2 separate regions of the Mus musculus genome follow, and region 1 is linked to region 2. Evidence: chromatin contacts called from public Hi-C data. All regions are on one chromosome and are shown on one strand. The core of a region is the stretch at or near the end of the contact, and the rest is flanking DNA. Distances in the headings are between cores, read along the strand shown.

Region 1 (5,768 bases), core at 731-3,230, 170 kb before region 2:
AGAGAGGCCCATTGGACTTGCAAACTTTATATGCCCCAGTACAGGGGAACGCCAGGGCAAAAAAATGGGAATGGGTGGGTAGGGAAGTTGGGGACTTTTGGGATAGCATTGGAAATGTAATTGAGGAAAATACATAATAATTATATATGTATGTATATAAAAGAAAGAAACAGCAATAGAGAAGCATAGAGAAATGAAACTGACCTACTTGCCCATATCACTTTCTTATATGACAGAAGGTAGTTTCTGATAAGTCTGAAGAACACAGTGGCTCTGTCTGGTGTGTAGGACATCCTGGCTCAGATGAAAGTATCCACTATCCACATGTCTGCTTTCTTTCTACTACTTCCCTTAGGGACAAAGGAGCTGAGGAATGAACAGCCCTGCTCCCTGCCTTGCAAGTTCTCTGCTGTGCTGCTTGCTATAGTAACACTTTCAATTATCAGGAACATATTTATAATGCATACTGCCAGCAGCATAGAGTGCAATGACCCAGTTCAGCTGCTGGAACCTACGCATGAAGCATATGAGAAGTACAACTCTCATTTCACAAGTGTGCAAACTGAGGCAATGCAAATCGAAAACTCCTACCTGGGGTTATTAGGGCCAGATAAGGAATACTCTCTCAGACATTCTTGGTTTGGTTGGCTGTTCCTCAAGTTTAGAACATTCTTCAGTTAGAGACACAAGAGAAACCTCATAGTTTGGCTAAGTATTTGGAGTTTGGATGAGGTTGAGTCAATTTATGTAAGGGGTACAAGTAGAGGGAAAACGTGTTTTAATCTCTTCTAGCTATTTACTCTGAGTCATCCATCTTTCAGGATAGTGGCCTCCATTTACATGATTGATGTCATGACAGCCATTTACACATTTGAAACTCTTAAAATGTCATTGGATGCATGATGTACTGGATTTTACTCAAAACAGGGAAAATGCAAATTGTTCCAAAATGACTTTCGTGGTTGGGATTTGATAGATAGTACCCCCAAAAAATTCCTAAGGTGATATTTAAAATATATATATAACAGAGTTGACTTCCCCCCACATACTTTGCTTTTGGAAATCTCATAAAATGTGTCTCTGTTGAGTGTGAGGACTATACTCCACAGCTAGTCTTTTCTGTGATTTGTGTCTTATCCCAATAAGCAAATGTTTTAAAACACACATGTACAAGCAACTTTTGCTTAAAAAAAATTGACTTCTCACTTGGGCCCACAAAGTAACTAAAAAGTATGATAAAGCTCTGATATTTCTGCTTTCGTTTTTATTCGGCTTCTTACTTTGGCCAAAGATATAGAGGTAAGTAGGTCACGGTCCTTAACCTTTGCCCTTGAGTTGCTGTGGATTCCCAGAACAGCAGCATTCTCAGGGTAAGAAAATCTCAGATGAGAACAGTCAGCCATGAGGGTGAAGATGTCCCTGGAGCAGAAGGAATAATTTTTTTAGGGAACAGATCATTCTTCTCAAACAAGCACTGCAAATAGGTTTCCAATAGTTTCCCCAACTAGTGAAGGCTCTGGGTTCCTGGAGACTTAATCAAAGAATTGAACTAGGGAATACTAGCAGTTTTCAGGGACATGTTTGATTCACACGAGAAAAACATAGTAGCAAGACAGCAAGTGAAGGGACTGAATGGGAGACGGTGCAAGAGCTCCAAGTCCCTTTTAGAGACTCTTATTTAGAAAAATAGACAGAGTGAGGGGCTCCATCCCTGCGGAAATGAATTAGATGTATTGTTGCCATGACTGACAGGAGGATAGCCATATAACTTTAGATAATCTGTGTGTATATTCTGTTTGCTTAAATATATGCACAATCATACATACTCATGAGATAGAAAATAAGGGTTTTTCTTTGATGGGTCATTCAGAGAATGACCGTTCATTCAGTTAGGCCCATTACTGTTCCTGTACCTAACACCAATATTATCTAGCATTTCTGCTCCTAGCAGGATGTGCCTGACTCAAGTTACCCACAGGAGGGGTGGAGGTTAAGTGTTGACTCACTGGGAAGAATACGGCTCTTAGTCCACTCGAGTGAGAGGTTTCCCAGGTTGCCTGGCTATACCTATGTTTGCCTGTCTCAGGAAGGCCTTCTTCAGACCACCCTCCAGAACCCAGATGAGATCATGATCAGCCAAACCAGGACAGCTTGATTTTGCAGGCAATTTGCTTCTGCCTCACCTTTTTGTTAAACCTATAGTATCCCAAAGATGGAATTGGAGCCATTGCACTTTTTGATTTGTTCTTATTTCTAATGTGACACATTAAAGAAATACCCTTTCTCTGCTTCTAACCATTACTTGTCTCTTTAATCGGCGTACTGGCAACGCACTTGGCACCAGGCAGGCAAAGCACTTAGCTAACGCATTAAATCAACACGTGCGTATTTCCTGGATTTTGCTTCACGTTTTCTACAAAATTGTAGCGACTACAGAGAAAGTAGAGAGGAAACTAAGCATTGTATTCTCCCTAGTCTGGCCAAACTGAGAATCAATACAATATTCTTCATCAACTTTGGTCTCCATCTGTTCAAGTAGAGAGGTAACTCTGGAGCAGCTGTAATGAATGTCAGCACTTGGGAACTGGACCAAAGACAACCATAAGAGAAGCCTGTGACTCACTGATTCCTGTGGTTGGAGTGAGGGGAGTTATGAGCCACTGGCTGTTTTTCCTGGTTGCCTGGTCCTTTGGTATTGACTGTCTATAAAAATATATTGATGAACTAGTAAAGGAAAGGGGATTTTAGATCTCTGTCTTGTACGTTTTGTGCAAAGCATGCTAGTGTTTAGTTTTATGATTTAGAGAGTTACTGGTAAACCCACACTCTGAACCTTGGTTTGTTTTGTACTCTTGGCACCAATTTGTGATGGGGCTTCATTTAAACAGCCTGTCAGTTTAAAAGCTCCACTGAGCCACTGGCTGAATGGTTGTTTGATTGCATGACCTGAAAGTTCAGACGACGTTTTTGTGGAGTGTTAGCACTGCTTGTTTTCTGTAGAACACTGCTTAGCATGCTTTGGATTTTCTGTTTGTCTCCATGTTTGGAGCTTGAAAGCCACTTGGATTTGTCTTTTCTCAGCTGAGTACCGTTCGTGAAACAACTACATTTGGGAGTAAATCATTTCTCCCCTCTGAGGCTCAGATAGCCACTCGGACGCTGTCTCTGTTATGGAATAAAAAACAAGAATCTTAGAACACTGCATGCTTACAATCTCAGTAAATTTCTTGTGAGATCTCTGTTGTGTTTTGTGCAGATGTAAAACATTGCAAGTCTATACTATACTGGGCACCCTTGAGAAGAATCTCTGTTGGTTCAACCTTTTGTGATCTAAGAGCACACAGAATTAATACAACTGTTTTATCTGTCTTTTGTTGTATTAGTCTCTGAGATAATTGGCTTGAAGAGAGGTATACCAGAAGCAGTAATGTCATTAAAGACATATTCCAGTAATGTTCCCATGGACTCAAAAATAATAATAATAGACAAATGTTCCTTGTGACACACTCTGAGTAACTACATGACCAGGCTTTTTACAGGGGAGTCGAGGTTGTCTAGTCTTACAATAGGTACAGTTTAACAAGGAAATGCATCATGGTTCACCCCATCCTGAGCTGAAGAATTCCAGTGGCTTGCATAAGAGTTTTGTCACCCACATCTTTTACTGCCCTGTACTTCTGAGACTTTCTGAGACATATGAGAGGACACTCAGCCAGTGTCCAATGAGAAAAAAAAAATCCTCATTAATCATCACATATTCCTAACCTAAAATACATCCCTAACTACTAGCTCTTATGTTAGCCACCAAGACAAACCCTAGCCTAAAACTCAATTTGTTCTAGAAGTCCAAAAAATTACTGGCTAATGTACTTGTGGTCATTTTTATTTGTTAATATGTTGTTGCAAATCCTATTACTTATTATTCTTGCCAGGCCTAATTTATAACATAGTTTGCTTTTGTATTAATTTACAAGATTGCTATGTATCACCTGTATCTTTTTTCTACCCCTTAACAAGCTGTCTTCTCAATATCTTAATCTCAGTTAGGCCTACCTTATAAAATGCTTAGGATCCAATGCTTCTAAATATTAACTCTAGAAACAAAAGGTTAAAACAAAACAAAAACCTTGCTGTGTGTTTGTACAGCAGACAAAAACATTAATTATAAGTTTAAAATTAAGACATCATCTTAGTTTATTGAAAATATAATTTAGATATAACTCTTTATTCAGAGAGTTGATGAATCTATGCAGCCTCTGTAGCTGAAGTGCTATTAACTTCTTAAGGACTATTACAATAGTATATTGGCTCTGTGAAAAGTATTCCATAAAACATGAAAATGATTTGAATATGCTGTATTTTACAAGAGTGATAAGCATCTATACTGCTTTACTAAAAGCAAATTTAGTTTTTTTAAAACATAATTCACTGAGCCATAACATAAAAATTCTGTTGAGTTATAAAGTTCTATATTTACATAGATGTCAGTAAAGATTTCTTCCAAAACAGATTCTAGGAAGAAAAGTTATTATTTTTTAATAGCTAAGCTTAATAAAAAATCAGAGAGCATATGAATGCTTCATGCCAGTCAAAATACCTCTAAATGACTCACCTTAAAATAATTTTAGAAGATTATTGATATGTTTTTTCAAGGATGCAACTAATAAATACAAAATTCGTATTAAGGCTCAGATACATATAAAATGATGGTTGTGTGTTTGTTCAAGATTTGTATGGTAAATTTCTATGTCTGAACTAGATTTATGGGCAATTCTACACACTATGAGGAGTAGCAGCTAGGATCTGGGACAGGTTTCACAATGTTTTGTGAGTAACGGCTGAAGTGACTAATACTAACAAGTCTAGGGAGAAATTGTCAGCCTGGGTTCAATTCCTGGGATCCAGTAGAAATAGAAAAAAAGATTCTCACAAGTTAACCTCTGACCTTCACAGGAGTACACACACACAAATAAATAAATAAATAAAAGTACAATATCATTTTCTTTTGTAAAAAATACATAAAAGACACTGGAAAGATATAGGTAGTTAAAAGCACCTACTGGTCTTGCAGTGACTCTGGTTCAGTTCCCAAGACTCACATGGTGACTCACCACCATCTGTAACTACAGTTCCAAGTGAACCAATGTCTCTCTCTGGCCTCCACAGCACCAGACATGCAGGTATACATATAGGCCAGATACACATAAGACAAATTAATAGATTTTTATAAATCTTAAAAACATGCAAAAGCTACAAGGACTGTATCAGAACACAATGCTAAGAACCCAAACCTGACTGATATTCTCGACAGTTGAGAGTAAGATGTTTATTAATGTCTCAGCCTGGAGACGCTCCTACCTCCTCTCTTCTGTCAGTTGTAGATTTTCATTCATTTTCATAGCTATCTAGTCGTCACTCCTGAGACAGAGAACTGGGATAAGGGAGAGACCCAAGAATCAATGGAGTGACCTTAACTGAGACACTGGGGATATGGAACCTGAAGAGGCCACCTCCAGTAGTCAGACAGGAATGCCAGTGGAGAGATAGAGACACCAACCCACCCACAAAACTTCCAACCCCAAATTTATCCTGTCTACAAGAAATGCAGGCACAGGGGAGAGAGCAGAGACTGAGGGAATGACTAACCAATAACTGACCCAACTTGAGACCCATCCCATGTTATGTTTGCAGGCAGGGGCAAACTTTCTTTTGAGAGGGCAAAACTTTCTTTTTTACCCAGCAGTAGATTCAGACAGATGAAGAAACTT
Region 2 (5,776 bases), core at 1,262-3,761:
GCATCTCTCTTGGTAGCATCACTAACAAGTCATTGCAACGGATACTGCTGTCACTGTGTCTCTAGACATCTCCTGCCCTGAGAAAGCACTTTGCACTTGTGAATTTATGGGTTACCAGCCGCCATTTGAAGAACTTGTTTTGGGCTCCGTTTCATACCTGAGGAAACTGGGGGACATAGACTTTATTTCCTCTTTTCAAATCTGGCTGGGAGATCCAGGGATCTAGGGAGATTTTTAGAAATGTATCGTTAAAATTCTTGGTTCCCCATCCTAAAAACATAGCAACTAATTTTGTTTTACATTATCAGTCTTTGGCGAAAACTCGGTCACTCGAGGGAATACATGCTTGCTTGATCTGACAAGATGAGAATCAAATCTATCTTCAGTCTCTATGATCACTAGACCACTCTATAGCTCTAAATCTTTGCTCACAAAGAACATTGACCTCTGTCCCCAGGGTCTACTTGGAGCCACATGGGGGAAGCTGGTTCTCTATGATCACATTGGACCACTGCATAAGGATCAGACCTGGGCGTATATTTGCTCATTAGAGGTCACGCTGCAGTTTCTTCTGATAAGAACAGGGAAGACTCATATCAGATTATCAATATTTTCTTTTAAAAGGCAATAGGAGAAAGAATCCCATAGCCAAGGAAAAGAAATGTAAAAGATCTTGGAAAATTCAGTTTGCCAGTGAGCTAGAATTTTCTGCTTTTCTCAATATCCTAGTTCAATGGATTGACAAGATTTGTAAGTGACCACACTGATCAGTAACCAGATACTCCCCTGCCCTCACCAATGACACAAGAATATGGGAGAAATTACTCCGGGCATCTCAGACTTCTCTCCTTTGACTCATTCTGCCACCCAGAGGAGACTCTATTTTCTAATTGACATTAAAAAAAATAGTATTAAGGAACAATACATGCCAGAGAAAGTACTTTCAAACTTGAACAATGATGAATCATGTAGAGAGCTTGTTGAAATTCATATCATGACTCAGTTGGGCTCAGACTTGTTCCCACATTCAGATGCCGGTCACTAAATTCAACCACCATATTCTTTGAGTCAGGAAATGATCGCTCCCACAGAAAAGGGATGAGGTAACGATGTCATACAAGACTCAGTCAGCCACCAGTCAGAGCAGAAACTGAACCAGTTCCTGGGGGCTGGTTTGGGGGGGGGGCAGGTTTTAAATGTGAATTTGTTTTAAAGTTGCAGTCAGTTGAAGGTATATCTGTATTACAGATGCATGCAAGTAAGGCTCCACTCCACTAAAAAGTAGAAATTATTTACCTGGAGTTATTTTTTTTTTATGTTGCTGTTAGTGTTTTATTTTTTTTATTTTTTTTATTACGTATTTTCTTCAATTACATTTCCAATGCTATCCCAAAAGTCCCCCCCCCACTCCCCTACCCACCCATTCCCATTTTTTGGCCCTGGCATTCCCCTGTACTGGGGCATATAACGTTTGCCTGACCAATTTACCTGGAATTATTAACTGGGAAAGATAAGCAACTCAAACACCAATTGCTACACTGCTTTGCTTGAACCACAACATGAGGAATGGCATACAATCTAAAATGGAAAAAAATCTCTAGAAAACTTGGAAGTAAGGGGCTACATGCCAGCACGTTACTGGGAAATTAATGTAGTCAGGGTAATAAACTCTCACTGAACTGAAACAGAGATATGCAGAGTCACCTTAAGAAAATAGAAACTCGACAAAGCCCACAGCACCTGGCTCCAGACTAATTCGAGGAGCTGATATATCTAAGGAAAAGAAGTATTCTTCATAAAGTTGGCCAGCATAGAGGCTTATAAAAGGCTAATCACGGTGTCTGTTTACTGGGAAAAGAGCCCCAGCTCAAGAATGTAGGAAAGCTGGCATCATCTATCCTCATCATGGGAAAAGCCGACTTACAGGACAGAACTAGTAGACTACAGCTCATTCTATGAATCTCGTTGAGGGGGTAAGATTTCACTAAGACAAAGGGACATGGTTTATTTCTACAGAGGCAGAGCTATGGCTGCTTTGTCACTATAGTTTGAAGAAGGGCTATATGGCTCACAAAACCTAAAACATTTGTTGTCTGACTGTTTAGAGAAGAACTTTCAAAACTTTATAAAACCCTTAACCAGGTAATTGGTTCCCGTCACTTTGATTCCACGCACCTCAAGCAAACTCGTGGTTTCGGTTTTGTTTCATAGGTCAGACACCAACAGCGGCAAGTGTCTCCCACAGCTCTTGGTTATTTTTAACTTATTTCTAGCCTAGATTTGGGGATTATTTTTTTTTTCTCATAGTGTCTGGGAGCTTGCCCTATCTGAATCATTTCCGTGAGTAATAGTTAGTTCCCTTTTCAATATGCTTTGTAAAATAAAGAAAATGAAACGCAATTCCCTGCACTTAGGAGGAAAACAGCTATGCATGTCGACTGTAGTAGGCTTCTTACTCATTCTGGAAAAGATCGGGGTTAAGGGCGAGCAGCAGGCCAGGGCCCAAAGCTGCACTTCACAGGGTTCTGTTTACTTCGGTTGTCATAGGAGCAGGACCCATCTTTACTCCCACGAAGGAAGGCAGACAGTCTCCCCAGATTCCAATGTTTCATTTCTGACTCGTAGAAGTCTCTGCTTTATTTTTAAACTTGACTTTTTCTTTTACTTCTTTCGATATTTTTATTTGAATTTCACATCTTCATGTGTTTGGCACAGATAAGATCCTCATATGAGCAGAACACGGTATGCTAGTTGCAAATTCCTTTCAATGACTCCCAGCAGGATCCATTTACTTGCTATAATTTATTGGATATTTTATCATTGTATAACCAACATTTGTTGAGTATATACCACATTGTGGATACCATAGCTAGTTTAGCCATCTGCAGGAAACGTTTGTTTCCTTTGTAGAGTCCATGGTTAAAGTATAATGGGGTGAATTTGACAACTCATCCTATATTAAGACACTCAACCCCTCCAAATTTCCTTAACAGCTAAGTTATTCTTTTCTAATAGATCTTTCACACATCTTTGATAACAGTCATGAAATAATACCTTGATAACCTACAAGGTAAGACATAATTTTCACATCTATCGCGCTGTCAATAAGGACAGTATTTATATTTGTATTTTGTTGTTTATTTATTGCATTCCACAGATGTCACAACAGCCTCTTTCCCTCAATGCAGCATCTCTAAGCATGGTGGGGAACAGTTTCCTGTTGGTGCACCGGGCTCTTTATGAATTTATCCATTTCACACTGAGAACTATCTAATTGTCTTTAGCTTCCATCTAAGGCAGTCCAATGGCCTTGCCTCTGAGTCACTGTGGAGTTTGGCCTGGTGATCCCTTCAGTACAGTAGACTGGAGATACAGAACTGACATCCTTCCCAGTGTTTTGCAAGCTTTGGGTGGCTCGTGTGGCTGTAGAGTTAACGGTGCCATCCAGAACACTCAGCAATATTTTCCCATTTAGAGGAAGAGCAAAAGGAGGAGGGAACTTAATGGAAATATAGCTGAACCAAATAGGATCTGTTCCAGCATTTTTCAATACAAAATAATGCAAACCTCTTAGCCATTAAGTCGCAGCTTAAGACAAAGTGCTTGAAATTACCTGTCATCACAGATTTTTTTACTGGTAGAAAGAAAAGCCCTCACGGTGTATTTTCAACTAACCGTATTGCCACCTAGTGGCCATTGAGGAAAATTAGTATCAGAAAATTGGAAGCAACTTTAGAAATGAAGACATTAGTAATACTGACAATAACTGCTAAGACTTACTGGATGTCTACAGTGTTCCTTGACTCTGTGCTCAAAACTGTATGTGTACTATCTAATTTATTCTCTTGACCATCCCCATTCCGTGGATGAACAAAAGAGGACTTTACAGGTTAGTTAGCATGTCATCTTTACACATCTACATAGCTAGCTACATAGATTCATAGTCAAGTCTACTGCATTTATTGAACGCTGTCGATGGTTGCAAAAAACGTCAGCTTAGACTAAAAGAACACGGTCGATAAACTGAAGCAAATTCACCCCCAAATGTTAGCATTTAAAGGAAATCACAACCTGCACTTTTCCACATAGGAAATAACCCACAACACATTCTAATCCTCTCCCAACTGATTTTCAATTGTGTAGTAATTAAAAAAAAGAAAACACATCTGGCATCTCTGAAACAGAATGGGTTCATTCGTTCATACAACAAGCTAAGCTTGGAAGATTGCTCTGTCATCAAGGTGCTTGGCGCAGTCATCAGCACCTGAGCTCAGATGCACTACACTCAAGCTACTGCGTATTCGTCTGAAATCCCAACACTGGGGAGGTGGAGGCTGGAAGATCCCAAGAGCTTTCCAGGCATGCCAATGTATTCAAAGAGGCAAGCTTCAGGCTCAATGATAGACCTTGTCTCAAAAGACAGATAGAGGGGGATAGACAGATGGCTGAGACCTCAAGAGTGAGGAACTGCTCTCATAGAAGTCTGGATTTGGATTCTAAGCACCCACACAGTACAAATAAACTGCAACTAAAGACTCCAGCAGGTCTCCGGCCTCATTGGCACCTGCACGCACATGTGCATGCCCGTACACACGTATAATTAAAAACACAAATAAATATTTTTTAAAGTAAGAGAGAAAATATTCAAGAAAGACACTCAACATCACCCTTGCCTATCCAAAGACATACACAGGAAGTGCATGTACACACACACACACACACACACACACACACAGAGAGAGAGAGAGAGAGAGAGAGAGAGAGAGAGAGAGAGAGTTACTGAACTCTAATGTGCTATGTTCTATACTGGGTACTAGGAATGCAGTAGAGCACTAGACACACCATCCTTTCCTGTAAGGAGCTTAAAATAGAGCAGAAAGGCACAGAAAAGTTAAATTATGTAGATTATAACACAGTAACACTCTGGAAAGAGCTCGCAGAAGAAATGCAGTGTTTTCTAACAAAGAAGAGCAACGCTCATTCCTGCAATGTGCGCACGGAGTGAGGAGACTGCGGGAACTGCCCACAGCAGGGCCCGTTAGGAAGGACTGTGTTGAGAAAGGGGACAATAGAACAGAGCACAGCCAAACACAGAGATCCTGAGCAGCAGAGGAAAGGGCAGGGCGTTCTGTTCGCACTCTTTTCTGTTCAATGGAGTTTGGTTTAAAGACCACATTCAAACTTTTAAAATAATACTTGGAACAAATTACTTGTACTTTAAATACTAAAACTACATGATATTTGAATTGTTTTGAAGAATCAGACCTAATAATGATTGCTAATTGAAGTTTTCATTGGTACTTATGAATAATTCAAATGTGCCTTAAATAGTCTTTTTAGTATGTGTTAAGATATTTAAAAAATAGTATGGCAAATAAAACACAAAAGGAACAGAAAAACAGAAATGCTCTCTCACCCATCCCCTCTGAGTAATCCCTATCCTTCCCCTCCTTACTTTTGCTTCTATTTTCATATCATTTATCCATACAAGATTTTATGTATTTATTTTAAAATGGGAAGCATAAATGACAGAAAACATATTTGTCTTCCTGAAACTAGCTTAACTCACTTTTAATATAATAATTTACATTTACATCCATTTTCCTAAAAACAACATAACATTATTCTTCTCTATGTCAGAAACAAGCACGGTCATTGTCTGTCTACAACTCATTTTCTTTGTTCCTCTGTAGGACACTGAGGCTGCATCCAGAACTTAGCTAAACTGTGAACGAGGCTTCAGTAAGCTTGAATGTGTGTGAATCCTACGACACAG

The links. Hi-C and Micro-C count contacts between places; a contact is called where the count stands out from the background.
Region 1: a Hi-C map of tail fibroblasts shows a contact between it and region 2, with 3 times the contacts expected there. A contact is called at or near these places in 8 of 484 Hi-C or Micro-C datasets (the C2C12 cell line, ECoMG-derived neutrophils, Th1 cells and 5 more) and 5 of 130 datasets of targeted methods (CD8 T cells, bone marrow-derived dendritic cells, bone marrow-derived macrophages and 2 more).

What each region holds. Positions count from the first base shown.
Region 1 is chr19:35,295,888-35,301,655 of GRCm38.p6, reverse strand. No RefSeq gene overlaps it. Among named protein-coding and RNA genes, the nearest start is that of Gm24006, 96 kb to the right of the region's middle.
Region 2 is chr19:35,123,411-35,129,186 of GRCm38.p6, reverse strand. No RefSeq gene overlaps it. Among named protein-coding and RNA genes, the nearest start is that of Gm31568, 26 kb to the left of the region's middle.